3 separate regions of the Mus musculus genome follow, and all the other regions are linked to region 1. Evidence: chromatin contacts called from public Hi-C data. All regions are on one chromosome and are shown on one strand. The core of a region is the stretch at or near the end of the contact, and the rest is flanking DNA. Distances in the headings are between cores, read along the strand shown.

Region 1 (4,709 bases), core at 1,489-3,988:
ACTGAGACAGAGCCCTTCCTATTTTCCTCATGCTTATCCTTGCTGACGCCCATCTGTATTTACACATATTTAACAGTTAGAGGCCACAGTTCCCATATGAGAGAGAATATACAGTATTTGTCTTTCTGAGCCTGGGTTACTTTGCATGAAACAATGTTTTCTAGTTCCACTTATTTTCCTGCAGATTTCCTAACTTTGTTATTCAGTTATCCACAACTGAATAAAATGCCACATTTTGTTTATCCATTGATCTGTTGACAGACATGGAAACTGATTCCATGTTCTCGCTACTATGAAAAGAACTGCATTAAGCATGGATAGACAAGTGTCCTAAGAGTGGGATCTGGCATCCTTCAGGTGTATCTCCAGGAGCAGAACGGCTGGATCATATGGTAATTCTATTTTTTTGTAACAAACCTCCCCATTTGATTTCTCCTATGGCCACACCAGTTCACAATCCCACCACCAGTATCAGGTGTTTCCTCTTCCCCACATCTTTCCTAGATTTGTTGCCATTTCTCCATTTTCTTGATAGTAACCAGCTCACTCCAGTGATTTGAATTTCCCTGATGGCAAGAGATGTTGACCACCTTTTCAGATACCCGCTGGCCAATTTCTTCCTTTGAATTGTGTTTCTTTGGTTTAGATCATTGGTCCATTTATCAATGGACAACCTTATTTCTTTGGTGCCTAAGTTTTGATGTTCTTTCTATATTCTAAATACTAACCCTTTGTGATTTCAGATTCTTGAAAGCGATAATCTTGTTCTTCCGGTGACTGGCTCAGGGTGTGGCCTCTGTGGCTGGGGAGATCCAAATAAAAGTATGAAGCAATCTAAGGTCTATACGTTTCTGCAGAATAGAATAACACAAGGTTCTACCTAGAGTTTTCCTATCCGTCTATAAGCATCTCCGGGAGTTTGGCAGAGGAGGAGGCTTGGTCCAGCTCCCGCATGAAGATTGATTTAACCTTCAGCCCGTGTCTCTCTTTGCCCAGTGCCCTTGGGCATTGCTTGATGAATGGCTTTACAAAGTCAGACAGCTGACATCCCCATCCTGGCTTTGCTACTTATTAGCCATGTGGCAAATGATCTCCCTGAGCCTGTTGCCTCATTTTAAAATAGGAATAATAGCACCTATCTCTCAACACCCCTAAGATAAATAAGATGAGATGCATTTGTCTATGGACAAATATTAGCTACTACTATAACAAATATCAAAAGCACAAAGAAATGTACGCCAGTGTGTTCAGTGTCAGCCTTGTCTATTTAACCTCCCTGCCTGAATGGTGATATTAAAGGGCTGATCCAAACACATAATAATGTGGTGGATGGTAATTGGGGCTCACCACATCAACATGCACTTAAAGAATAGGTGGGAAAAAGAAAACAAAGTCCATTGCAAAGCTTCCTGGGCTCTGCTCTGACCTGAGTTTCCCCGGGGTTCACTGCCTTCCTTAAAGGGCAGGGACTGTCCACCCAGGGCACACTTTCACAGGCTCGCTCCTTGCTCTTGCATAACTTCAGGCTGTCAAAATGGGCACCTTCCTGAAATTGAAGATTGTCGGGGTTTGTTTTTTTGTTTTGTTTTGTTTTGTTTTTTGTTTTTTGTTTTTTGTTTTTTTTGAATGGGGTCCAAAAAAGGTGCTGCAGTCCCCAGATATCCAACATCAATCATCACGTTAACACCTTTGGGTTTTTTTGTTTTGTTTTGTTTTGTTTTGCTTTCCAAGACCTAAGAGTCTAAGGTCTCTGTCAGAAGGCTGCCTGCGGTGGGACTTTGAGAGGGGAGCTGAGCTTGATGCAAATATTCTACTCTAAGGGTTCTTCGGTTACTAAAGGAGCCATCACCATTACCTAAAGCCAAGCAGAGGGAGATAACAAACAAGTGACTTAGCACTTCTCTCTCTCTCTCTCTCTCTCTCTCTCTCTCTCTCTCTCTCTCTCTCTCTCTCTCTCATCCCCCCCCCCCCCCCGAGATAAACTAAGCGAGATAACTTTAAACACACACAGGCTCACAGGAAAACCTGGGCTGCCCGGACCCCGACACTCAGCACGGCAGCTCCCTGCGCCACTCCTGGAAAATAATGACTTGGGTAAGGAACAGTTAATAAGAAAATGTGTCTCGCTAACCGTGCACAGCACAACAAAGAGCTGGCAGCCCCTGAAGGAAAAGGGCTTGTGCGGCTGCCGTTCAAACTTGTCAGTCAACTCGTGCCAGCAGCCTCAGCGTCTGCCTCCCCAGTGCACCCTCATTACATGTGTCTGTCTGGCCTCATCTGTGCATGGGCTCTGAGCCGCTCCGCTCCTGACAGTTCGGAATTCTCTTCCTCTCTCCCTGCTGCAAAGAGCGGATTTCTCTCCGTGTCTCTTCTGTCATCTCCAGCTCCCCTCTCCAAGGACGCACCTTGATTTATGGTAGCTTTGGACTTCCTTCAGCGTCTGCCTGTCCTTGACTTCTAGAATGGAAGAAGCTGAGCTGGTGAAGGGAAGACTCCAGGCCATCACTGTAAGTCTACATAGAGTTTTAAGTCAGTAAGGTGGTTGCTTAGACAAACGGCACCGGCACCGGCACCGGCACCGGCACCGGCACCGGCACCGGCACAGGCGACGTTGCTAGCTGTCCTTGTCTCCCAGGCCTTCCAAGTAGAGAAACAGAACTAAGCCTTCGTGGACTCTGGTCTGCTTCTCTTAACCCTTGTGACCCTCCATGACACTGGGGCTTCAGAACCTGAGATCCAGGGAAATGGTTCTGGAATTTACAGATGGTGTTTGCATTCTAAACGATAATCAAGGGTTGTTTGCTTGTTTGCTTGTTTTTATAAATAGTTTGTAAACTCTCCTCACCTTCTGTGGATATCTGAAGTTTAGGGTTTTTTCTTCAAATTCCTTCTATCGGACAAATGTTCTTATAGATGCCTAACTGGAAAACTTTTCAAAGCAATGAATAGAACCCCCAAAAGTTTTTTTTTAAAGAGGTAGATCAAAAGGAAGAAAATCGGAAACATTTTTATTCATGTGTCAAAGTATATTCCAGACAAACCTAACTGAATTAAAGCAAAGCTTGGTGTATGTATGTATGCATATATATATATGCGAAGTATTAAAACAGAAGAAAAGTAGCGAAGGCACGCATCAGAGTAATTCTCGCAGATCAGTTTTCCAGTACAGAAGGACAGACATAGTCCGAATAAGGTCTCAATACAGGAGCCATGCACAAGATGGACTTGGAAAATATTTCCCTAATTCCGGGAAGAAAAGTAGTACACTTGATGTTTGTTCTGGGGAAAAAAAAAATCAAAGCAAGAAATGAGTCACTTTTCTTAAATGATACCATTCTTTTTCTCATTTGCTTCCAAACTGCTGTATGTGACGATAACCTGGAAGTCCCTGACCTGGTCATCTATCGTTATTAGCTGTAACTTTTGATAGCATTTTTGCAAGGAAAAGCAACTTGGCAAATCCACACCCCTGTGCGTCACATTTTCTGACACTGAAATTAACCGTCAAAAAAGAAGTAACTACTTTCTGAAAAACTGACACTAAATCAAGGTAGATAGGAGGTTATCCAACTCTTTGCTCCTCAAATTCTCACAATTAATTAAGCAAATCCTAATTTAGGTTTTGTTGTGCATACACACACACACACACACACACACACACACACACACACACTAAGGGAATATAGCGGGGGTTTTTTCCCTCCTACCCAGAAAGGATAAATAAAAACCTACTTTCTTCACCAGTGAAAAGGAGCCAAGAGTCCACTAAGCAGCCTGGGCACCTTTCTATAGAGAGTACTTTTTAATTTCTGAATTCTAATTACTGTATTTTTTCCTTTCATCTTAAAAACCTTGGCCTGGATTTTTGTTTGTTTTGTTTTGTTGTTAAATCCGGCCACAGCTTCAGCTGTCCTCCTAGAAGGGACAGGAACTCCACTGTGCTCTGTTGTTCTTGGCATGGCCCTTTCACATTACAGCTGTTGGCTAAAGGTTACTTCACTGGGCCGTGTGAGTCGCTCACAACTAGGTTCCATTTCTCCCCACGGCTTTACCTCCCGGATAACCAAATGAAACAGTTGACTCGGTGATGCACACAGACACCTTCTTCTGTGTCTCTGCTACTGAACTGGGGAACATCTTATTTTAAGGTCTTGCTAAGTGTGGTTTGCAGCTTAGAGCATTTAGTGAACTAGGGCATGGTCCAAGTAGATGGCGGCTGAGAGTTATTCAGAAAGCCAAGGAATTTTCACTGAGGCTTCAGGTGCAATTAGATATAGAAGATCAAAATGCCTTAAAAGGAATTGAGTAGGTAGGCAGGTTCCTGAATATAGAGATACTTTCACTGTTAAAATTAATAAACTTTTAAAAATTATCCCACGAGCCCAAACATATCCCTTTAGAGTTAATTAAGTCTTGGAGGTACAGTCACAAAACTTAGCTTGAAAGTAAAATTCTTGCTTAAAGCCTGTAGGGTAAAAACTGGCAAAAGTTTATAGGAACGAATTTCCATAAGCCTGCACCTCACAGGGCTCAGTCACATTTGTCACCACCTAGAGGGGAAATGGAGTAGTTCCTCCGTGTCCATGGAAACAATACAACCACTCTCCTCCTGCACACCCTGGGAAATGCCAGCTTACTCCGCCCTGGCCTTGCCCAGGAAGCCACCCCTGCTATTCTTTCTTCCTAGGAAAAGAAAACACACCGTACCC
Region 2 (4,709 bases), core at 1,390-3,889, 39 kb after region 1:
ATTCTAAAAGCATTCATGTGACTCATATAGCATTACCTTATCCTCTGCCTTTTCTTCAGAGGGAAATGATACCCAACATGTCATGATTCACCAAGATGACACTGGCCAGGCAGACTAAGAACTAAATCAAAGAGAGGCAGACAGGAAGAAACGAGAGTTTGCTGTGCACTCTACTTCTTTTGTTTCTTAGTTAAGCCTTGATGGGTATTTAACATTGACCAGACCTTGGTATTTTTAAAAATACATGTTTATTTACTTGTTAGAGAGTGGTAAGGAGTCTATGTGTACTGCGGTGTGCCTGTGGAGGCTAGAGGACAACCTACAGAAGACAGTTCTTCCTTCCACCGTATAGGCCATAAAGATTGAACCTTTACTCTCTGTGCCATCCTCAAGCTTGGAATTTTTATCTATCTCTTTTATTTTCTAGGAAATTGATATGCATGTGGGATTTAGGAAACCCACACATATGGCTATACATACTTACTTCCAAATTCATGTCTTCAAACCCAGACTCCTCTGGGCACTGCCTTTACATCCAAAACCTTTGTATAGCACCTGACTGAGATTTAACCCAGTCCACCAGCCTCCTGCCTTCATCTCCCAATTTCAGTTCAACCAGTTACATTTGTGGGTTTCCAGTTACTCGGGTCCTAACAATGGCAGCATCCTCTCCCTCTCCCTCTCCCTCTCCCCCTCCCCCTCCCCCTCCCCCTCCCCGTCACCCTCACCCTCACCCTCCCCCTTCTCCCCTCCGCCTCCCTTCCTCCTTCCCCCTTTCTCTCTCACCTGTAATCTATAATCTACCAATAAATCCTGGAAGTTCTCTCTTTTAAATACTCTTATGACTTCATCATTTCTCATTTTCCTAGAAGCCACTATCTTAGACCAGGTCATCTTTATCCATACTATTAACAGCTAATCTCCATGCTGCTTTCTCCAGTGAAGTCTCCCATCCAAGGAGCAACCAGTGCAGACCCTGCTTCTGATAGTGATATGGCAATAGACACCCCCCATCCACAAACCTTCCTATGTCCAAGACCCTATATGTTCCTGCTACCTGTGTCTCCCCTCAAGTTTTTTAATCTACCCTGCTCTCTAGGGAGCATGTTTTTATGCTCTGCACTCATTCATTGTCACACACAACATTTGTATAAAGAGACATCATCTCCAGAACAATATTATGTGCCCTTAATCCTGGTAATCCATTATGCCTTTTTATGGGAATATTTTTCATATAGAAATATATATGTGCTTATATACATGTTTGTTAAATGTATAATATATATGTAACTAGATGTTATATGCATATACAAACAGGCATGCATATATACAATTATTAATGCAGGAGTTGGCAAACTATGGCCTAGAACCCATCTAGCCCTGTTCTGTATTTTTATGGACACAAAATAGGAATGCTACACACACACAATTGAAGTGTTACACAGCACAAATAAAGGGGAAACAAATGAATGAATAACATAACCAACATGTGGACTATAAGCCTGAAACATTTTACATCAGACCTTTCTCAGAACAACCCTGCCAGCCTGGGTATTAATGCACTGTTTCCTGCTAAAATATCAACCTCTCCATTTTTTACTATCATAACACTATCATATAGAATAGTTCCTGGTACAGTGAATACACTCAGTAAACATTTTATGTGGATGCATAAATGAATGAAGACAAAGATTAGTCTCCGTGATTAGTCTCAGGTCACACAGGAAGTTGGCAGATGAAGCCGAATTCAAGCCTACATTTCTTTCATTTCACAGCGGGGGGGGGGGGGGCTGAGATTTAAGAGTTTTTGAACCTCCTTCATTTCTACCCAGGTTCCCCTTTACACCCCGTGTCTAACACACATATTGGGAAGAGAGCCCTTAGGTGGGCAGTGAAGGGGGACAAAGGTAGAATGTGTTATGGAAAGCCTTGAGATTCCTCTCCAGAACAAGCTCATACCTGTCACCTGCCATGTCCAACTGCCTTACATGAGCATCATCATCTCTCCTAGTTTCACCTAACATCTGAACAAAACAAGGCAGGTATTGTTATTCTCATCATGCACATTGCAAAGCTGAGTTTTTCGGAGGTTAAAGAAATTGACTATAATGTGTAGCAAAGACTCTAGAATCCAGATCTACCACTTTTAGTCGTTTTCCACTCTACCAGAGTAGCTCACCACACATTTCCTAATTCAGGACTCATTTCATAATTCTACTGATGGGAGAACGCTACCAGATACCTGGAGGAATTTTCTTTTTTAATGGCAGGCATCTCCTAAGAAACCAGGGGTACTATAATTCACTTGAAGTTGTATGATGTTCAAGAAAACCGCCTCAGCTATAAATGGCCTTCAAATGCTCAGAGACCACATCAATATCAGACCTGGAGTTAACACAATGAGTAGAGTGGCCAAGACAATCATATTCTTGGATTTTTAATAGTGTGACAGTGGCCTAAGATTCTGGAGCAGCCAGGCCCATGCTATCTTCAAGAAGGAGGCCAAGCAAATTGACAATTATGTTAGCTGACATGAATATCCACAGCTGGCGTCTCTTGGACCAGCTGTCATGTCAAATCAGCTGTCCTCCGAGGCAGCTGACTTGTGAGCTCAGAGTGTCTGGCAAAGACTACACATGGTTCATGGCTGGAAGAGCCAGCCTTGGTAACTGCAGCTGCCAGGGTCTGTGGAATCACACAGAGCAGACAGTCCTGAACTTCATCCGCATGCTGGTATGAGTTCAGAGTCTGTGGAACAGTCCATGAGTGTACCTCTTTGTCAGTTCCTTTGCACATTATCAGGCTATGCGTATCTACTATCACACCACAGAAAATGAGACCGTTATATTAGGATCTTGTCCATTTGTCCATCTCTCCTTCCTACTCAGAAAAGAGCATAGTGCTCAAGGAGCTTAAAACAGTGTCATTTCTGATGTCAGAATGGACAAGGGCCAGGTGTGGTGGCATACTTCTTTCATCTCAGCACTCAAGAGTTTGAGGCCAGCAAATCTCTGCAAGTCCTAGGCCAGCTTGGTCTTCACAGTGAGTTCCCACACAGCAGTACAGTTGACTGTTACATGGTGAGACTATGTCCGTTTTGGGGGTGGTGGTAAGGAATTATGTTTGAGACAGGGTTTCTCTGTGTGTAACCCTGCTGTCCTGGAATTCACTCTGTAGACCAGGCTGGCCTCAAACTCACTTCCCTCCCTGATTTTCAAACCACATTGTTTGTACCTCAGGCTAGCCTCAAAGCCTCAGGCTCCCTGCCTCAGCCTCCAGAGCTCTATCATCAAGCCTGTGCAGCCACCTTCAGCCTAAGGAGCCTCTTAATGGAATAAGTTATTCTGGTTTGTGTGGAAGCAACCGTAACCATTGCAACAAAGATAATGAGGCCAAAGCCGAAAGCTTCACTAACATACTAGTTAGCTTTCTCATCCCTGTGACAAATGTGCAACTCAAAACAGGAAGGATTTATTGGGACCCACGGCTTGAGGAGATGCAATAGGTAAAGCCAGGGAGGGCACAGAAACAGGAGCCGCATGCAGCAGCTGATCACACAGAAGACAGAGAGGGGGAAAGAGGAAGAGAGGGAAGGGGGAGAAAGAGGGACAGAGACAGACAGACAAACACACAGAGAAAGATTGAGGGGGAAGAGAGAGAAGAAAAGAGAGGAAGTGAGAGAGCGAGAAAGAGAAAGCAAGGGAGAGTGAGATATAGAGAAAGCAAGAGAGAGAGAGAGAGAGAAAGAGAGAGACTATTTGGTCTGGGTCCTCAGTCATGACTATTGTGGGTCTCCTCATCTCAGTTAAATCTCCCAGGAATAACCCTCACAGACAAGCCTAATGGTATGCTCTATTAATGTCCTGGGATTATTTAATCCAATTGGCCATCAAAATTAACCTTTATATCTGAGAAGTCTCTATGTAAAACTAAATAAAAGTAATAAGACTTGGATTAAAAACTGTTCAAGCGTTGGAAACCTTCTGTGCATTAGGTGTGGTACGAGATGTGAGACTGCGATGCTCAGACAATGCCACGTGCTTGAAGATGTCTCAACTGAGTCTGCATCTGAGAAAGATGCATCTGAGACCCTGCATGTACCACATTTACAAACTATATCTTTTTTTAATGTCAGGCTTGAGAAAGAGATCCAAGATCTTGAAAAGGCTGAACTGCAAATCTCAGCCAACGAAGAGGCAATTCTGAAGAAGCTAAAGTCGATCGAGAAGACCACAGAAGACATAATAAGAGTGAGTGTAACTCAGCTTCAAACTATGATTCCCTCAGAAGAGTCCGCAAACACTACACTTCAAAATTCTTCGAAGTAGTTCTAGATGTGTATTTTGACTTTCTTAAACTAAGCTCACCCTGGAAATCTTTTATCTTACAGTCCGTGAAGGTGGAAAAGGAAGAAAACCCAGAAGGTATGTTTTTAAGCAGCCTGTTTCAGGTCGAAGCGAGGTAATTTTCATAAAATCACTGGCCTTGTTTCACCATTATAAATATCTTACATGTGTTTTGAATTCACACCAACTTTACAGAGTCAATCGAGGACATCTATGCTAATATCCCTGACCTTCCAAGTTCCTACATACCTTCCCGATTAAGAAAGGAAAGAAACGAAGGACCAGATGACGAACAAAACAGAAAAGGTATGTGAGAACTTGCACTGAACAGCACGTTCATTTCAGGTGTCTTTAAGATGTGTG
Region 3 (4,709 bases), core at 1,611-4,110, 39 kb before region 1:
CACCTGCTCCAGTTCCTCCAAGTCCTGAAGCAGGTGTGTGTTTAGCTCTGTGGTGAGGGCGGCCAGCTTCTCTTGCAGGGCATGCCCATCAATCAAGTTAGAGGCTTGGAGACAGGTGAAGAACGATTAAATGCCAAATCGTCTTCAGGAACGATTCTCTTCTCTTCCTGCAAACTGCAAAAACTCTGTTGCCAGATACAAAAACAACAGCTTTGTATAAATCCTGCAATCAATTCCACAACTGCACTCACAAATCTCTTTTAAAAATCCTGTCACTGTGCACGTATGTTATTGTTTTTTATGCACAATAAGGCATGTTTATATGTACGCATTGTTCTCTTAGCAAACCCTGCTGGTAGAGGTTATTTTGGTTCCTGGAAATGGAATGATCTGTAGTGAAAGCCTAAATAAAGTACCAGGGAATGACTAGAGATGGAGTGACCCACAGAACTACAAGAACCTTGAAAAAATTTTAGTAAAACATAATGGACTTGGAATAAAAGGTTGTTAAAGTCCTGGAGTGCTTCACAGAGGCTCTCAGTACACATTTTACAGAAATTGAGGGAACAGATCACTAAATTGTGACCCATACAGATAATGGTGTGTTATTCAAGGCTAAGAAGAAATGAGCTCTCAAGCCACGAAAAAGAATGAAGAAAACTTGAAAGACATTAGTACATGACCGAATCCAATCTGAAAGGGCTGCATACTATATGAGTCCAAATATATGATATTCTGAAAAGGGCAAAGCTATGACGACAATGGCAAGAAAGTATGGATTGTGCAGGTTAGTTTTAACCATCAATTTGGCACAGCCTAGAATTACCTGGGAAGAGAGTTTTAATAAGGGATTACAGAGAGCAAGTTGGCCTGTGGACTTGTCAGTGGGGAACTGTTAATTGCTGTAGGTAAGCTAGTCCTCTGTGGGTGGCACCATCCACTATACTTGAGGGTCCTGAACAGCATAAGGGAGGAGAAGTGAACACAATGCAAGCTATGATGTGGCTGGCTGCTTGAGGTCCTGCCTTGACTTCCCCAAACTGATTAATTATAATTTGGGATTGTAAGCCAAAAAATCTTTTTATACCCTTTGTTGTTTTTTTGTCAGGGAATTTGTCACAGTGACAAACACAAAAACAGGAGATATAGGTGTGTGTATGGGTGTGTGTGTATCTGTATACTATATAAATGACACTATAATGTTGGATACATATGTACATGCGTGTCCAACTCACCAAGAGTGAGCACTAAACTGTGAACTCTGGTTAAGAATGCTGTGTGCTCAGTGCTTCTTCAAAGGGGAAACAAAATACTCACAGGAGGAAATATGGAGACAAAGTATGGAGCAGAGGCTGAAGGAAAGGTGATCCAGAGACTGTCCCACCTGGGGATCCATCCCATATTCAGTCACCAAACCTGGATGGTATTGTGGATGCTGGGAAGTGCTTGCTGACAGGAGCCTGATATGGCTGTCTCCTGAGAGGCTCTGTCAGAGCCTAGCAAATACAGAGACAGATGCTCACAGCCAACCATTGGACTGAGCGTAGGGTCCCCGATGGAGAAGTTGGAGAAGGGACTGAAGGAGCTGACAGGGTTTGTAACCCCAGTGGGGAAAACAACAGTGTCAACAGGCCAGACCCCCTTGGAGCTCCTGGGGATTGGATCACAAACCAAACAGTACACATGGAGGGACTCATGGCTCTGGCCTCATATGTGGCAGGGGATGGCTTTGTTGGACATCAGTGGTAGAAGCTGCCCTTGGATCTGAGGGTGTTTGATGTCCCAGTGTAGGGGATTGCCAGGGTGTGGAGGTGGGAGTGGGTAGGTTGGGGGGCACCCTCCTAGAGGAAGGGGGAGGGGATGTGATGAGGGTTTCTGAAAGGAAGACCTGGAAAGGGGAAAACATTTGAAATGTAAATAAAGAAAATATCTAATAATAAATAAATAAGAATGTTGTGTGCCTATTAATGATACTCTGCTTTGCTTGCAGACAGGAGCAGGTTGCCCTTTTGAGATGCTTCACCCAGCAGCCAAGTCAGACAGATACAGACACCCACAGCCAAACAGTGGATAGAGCCTGGGGACTCTTGTAGAAGAACAGGAGGAAGGATTGACGGCCCAGAATGGGGATCAGAACTCCACAGGAAGACCAACAGAGTCAACTAACCTGGACATTTGGGGCTCTCAGAATCTGAACCACCAACCAAAGAACATACATGAGCTAGACCTAGGCCTCCACGAACATAAGTAGCAGATGTGCAGCTTGGCCTTCATTTGGGTTCAGAACAGCTGGAGTGGGGGCTATTCCAAAAGATGTTGCCTGTACATGGGATATGTTCTTATAACTGAGCTGCCTTGTCTGCCATGGGTGGCCTTTCTCTAAAGCACCTAATCTCACAGATACTTGAAGTGCCCGGGAGGACAGGATACCCAGGGGGCTCCCACCTGCTCAGAGGAGAAAGGGAGGGGAGATGGGGGAAGGATTGTGGGTGACCAGGATGTAGTCAGTGATCAGGATGTAAAGTGAATAAGTAAAAAACTAAAAAAATTTTTTTAAAATGCTGCTTGCATGGAGTCTCGCTGGTTATAGAAATGCACAGGCCCACCTACAGAGATTTTTGGGGGAGGCTTTCTGAGGGGAGGGGGGCAAGAAGGGGGAGGCATGTATAGGAACACTGTTTCCCATCCAGTATGGTTGTGAACCTACAGTATTTCTAGAAAATGGAGGGGAGAGATTAAAATGCAGGAAATGTTACCAAAAGCTGGATGAAAAGACATCCTACCCACATAGCAACAGAAAGATTAGCAGTACCGCTGCCTGCAGTAACCGGCAAAGTGGAAAATGTATTTAATCGACTGGATGTTCCCACTGAGGAGATTTCCAGGCAGGGTGCTAAAAGTGCCACCTGGCTTCTTTTCCGTGCTTACAGTTAAACAGCAGCGGACAAATGAGCTAAGAAGAAGAAAAAACACCGCATATGAAGAAGTCAGGATTGGCTGAAACCCTTGTTCTTAACTCTCCCAAAAGTATCAAATCAAGGGATGAATTTAAATCAAAGGCTAAATCCAGAAGAGAGAAAAATCTTTAGGATCTTTGGCAAAAACCTTAGACATAACGCAGGGAGTATCCAAGGAAAACATTAGTCAATAGGCCTAAATTCTCCAAGCTGAGTCTCACAAACTCCCTCCTTTGAAGAGAATGTGTTCTCAGACCCTGAAAAGACTTCCTCAGTGGCCTTGAAGGAGATCACAGTCAAGTGGGGAGTGTTGCACCTTGAAAGGCATGCCTGCTTGGCTTTTGTATAATGGAGTAAACTATTCATTAGCAACCCACAAACTTTTAAAAGAATTATGTTGTATCAAGAAGACTCAAAAAGATTTTTGTATTGAGAGTACAAAAATGAGAGAGCTTAGGGGCTCCTAACCCCTATGAACAAGAAGCACATTTAGAACATCACTGAACTATGAATTCTGACCTAATGAAAAAAAGAAGGAAAACTTTATGCGGTCAAGGCCTCATACAGATGCCTTCCCAGGAACAAGGATGAGCACAACAAGAGTTGGCAAGGGATATTTGGCTGTGTTTCAGAGCAGTGAGACAGTGGCTCTCATTTTTCTCCTCTGCCTATTCCATAATCCGGAGGTTCTGGGTATGTAGGAAACAGATACCAAGTTTTTGGATCTAGAAGAGCAATATTCAGGAAGCCACACCTGATCTGACTGATGTGATACTATCATAGACTTTGGGATGATGCTGCAATAGCGTGAGACTTGAGGGTCTTTAGGAAGGAGGTTGAGACTTTTTTAAGTAGGGCACACGGTAATCATTGGAGATCAGAGCTTAGCCCTTGGTAATCAGTTCTAAACACAATCTACAATGACCCTTGCCTCCAGGCACTCCTGCCTGGAGCAAGTTCCTATTTGGATGAATCAGGACTACCCTGTATGAGCAGTTCAATATAGCAGAAGTGACAGTCTGTGAGCAGAGGAACAGAGTGTGAGCAGACATTTCAGCTTCTGTCTTGATCTCTCATCTTAATTACTCTTTGGGGTAATGCAGTCATATACTATAGAAAAAACTCAAGCCCAAGGATAACAACCATTGCAAAAATAATTGGCCAACATCCACTGTAGGGGGTTACCTTAAAAATGGGATTTAACCAGCCTTCGTCAAGACTTCAGATAACAGCAACCCCAACTGGCTTGTGACTGGAATGTTGTAAAAATGATCCTAAATTCTTGACCCAGAGAACTATGGAACAGAATTTCTTTCTATAAGAGATGATTAGTACATTAAATCACTAAGGGGATTTTGGGGGTTGGGTTATTTATTACCTAACAAGAGATACAAAGTATAGCAAGTTTTAAAGGTGAGATATGTGGGGGAAGAGACTCTATCAGGGTAGGTAGTTTCTCTCTGTGATAATCAATAGTAAGATCCAGGCCACTTCAGAAAGCAAATGACCCCCAGAAGGAAGGTCATAGTTTGGCAGAGAAGTTAAAAGTGAAGTTTAAACAGTTTGAAATACTCTGGAATTCTTTAATAAAGTTACTGAAATCATTTTAATTCCAGTGTTTACATAAGGATGGTTGTGGGATCAGTCATTCGGTTGAAAGACTTTCTGAGTAAATAATTTACATGTATCCGGTACTTAGACCATTACTCTTACATTAACCCTTGGGACAGCTATCACTAATACCATTTAATA

Evidence for each region. A called contact is a pair of places that touch in the nucleus more often than the background predicts.
Region 2: a contact with region 1 is called in a Hi-C map of muscle stem cells, with 2.2 times the contacts expected there. The contact joins the enhancer-like site here to the promoter of 4930455H04Rik in region 1. A contact is called at or near these places in 3 of 39 promoter capture datasets (hippocampal neurons and liver), 1 of 15 datasets of contacts at CTCF or cohesin (the NIH/3T3 cell line), 9 of 484 Hi-C or Micro-C datasets (the C2C12 cell line, the HL-1 cell line, liver and 4 more), 4 of 115 datasets of contacts at active chromatin or transcription factors (cardiomyocytes, embryonic stem cells, heart atrium and 1 more) and 3 of 9 other capture datasets (adipose tissue, liver and pancreatic islet).
Region 3: a Hi-C map of forebrain shows a contact between it and region 1, with 4 times the contacts expected there. The contact joins the enhancer-like site here to the promoter of 4930455H04Rik in region 1. A contact is called at or near these places in 2 of 39 promoter capture datasets (hippocampal neurons and macrophages), 8 of 484 Hi-C or Micro-C datasets (the AML12 cell line, brown adipocytes, cerebral cortex and 4 more), 1 of 115 datasets of contacts at active chromatin or transcription factors (embryonic stem cells) and 3 of 9 other capture datasets (adipose tissue, liver and pancreatic islet).

What each region holds. Positions count from the first base shown.
Region 1 is chr3:116,966,296-116,971,004 of GRCm38.p6, reverse strand. 4930455H04Rik (RIKEN cDNA 4930455H04 gene) reads right to left here and starts at 2,738. Exons shown (of 3, transcript NR_040596.1): 1 at 2,406-2,738; 2 at 729-802. Palmd (palmdelphin) reads left to right here and starts at 2,053. Exons shown (of 8, transcript NM_023245.3): 1 at 2,053-2,507. The coding sequence starts at 2,463. Gm52613 (a long non-coding RNA gene) reads right to left here and starts at 3,983. Exons shown (of 2, transcript XR_003954544.1): 1 at 3,733-3,983; 2 at 2,989-3,279.
Region 2 is chr3:116,927,116-116,931,824 of GRCm38.p6, reverse strand. It overlaps Palmd (palmdelphin), which reads left to right. Exons shown (of 8, transcript NM_023245.3): 4 at 4,136-4,250; 5 at 4,391-4,424; 6 at 4,542-4,652. Among named protein-coding and RNA genes, the nearest start is that of Gm32148, 24 kb to the left of the region's middle. Within about 2 kb of position 2,639, at least 18 of the 459 cell types and tissues checked have an H3K27ac peak or open chromatin away from gene starts, as enhancers often do. A contact at or near this core is called in the C2C12 cell line, heart atrium, muscle stem cells and 1 more, where this site is marked.
Region 3 is chr3:117,005,697-117,010,405 of GRCm38.p6, reverse strand. No RefSeq gene overlaps it. Among named protein-coding and RNA genes, the nearest start is that of Palmd, 39 kb to the right of the region's middle. Within about 2 kb of position 2,860, at least 18 of the 459 cell types and tissues checked have an H3K27ac peak or open chromatin away from gene starts, as enhancers often do. A contact at or near this core is called in cortical neurons, forebrain and hippocampal neurons, where this site is marked.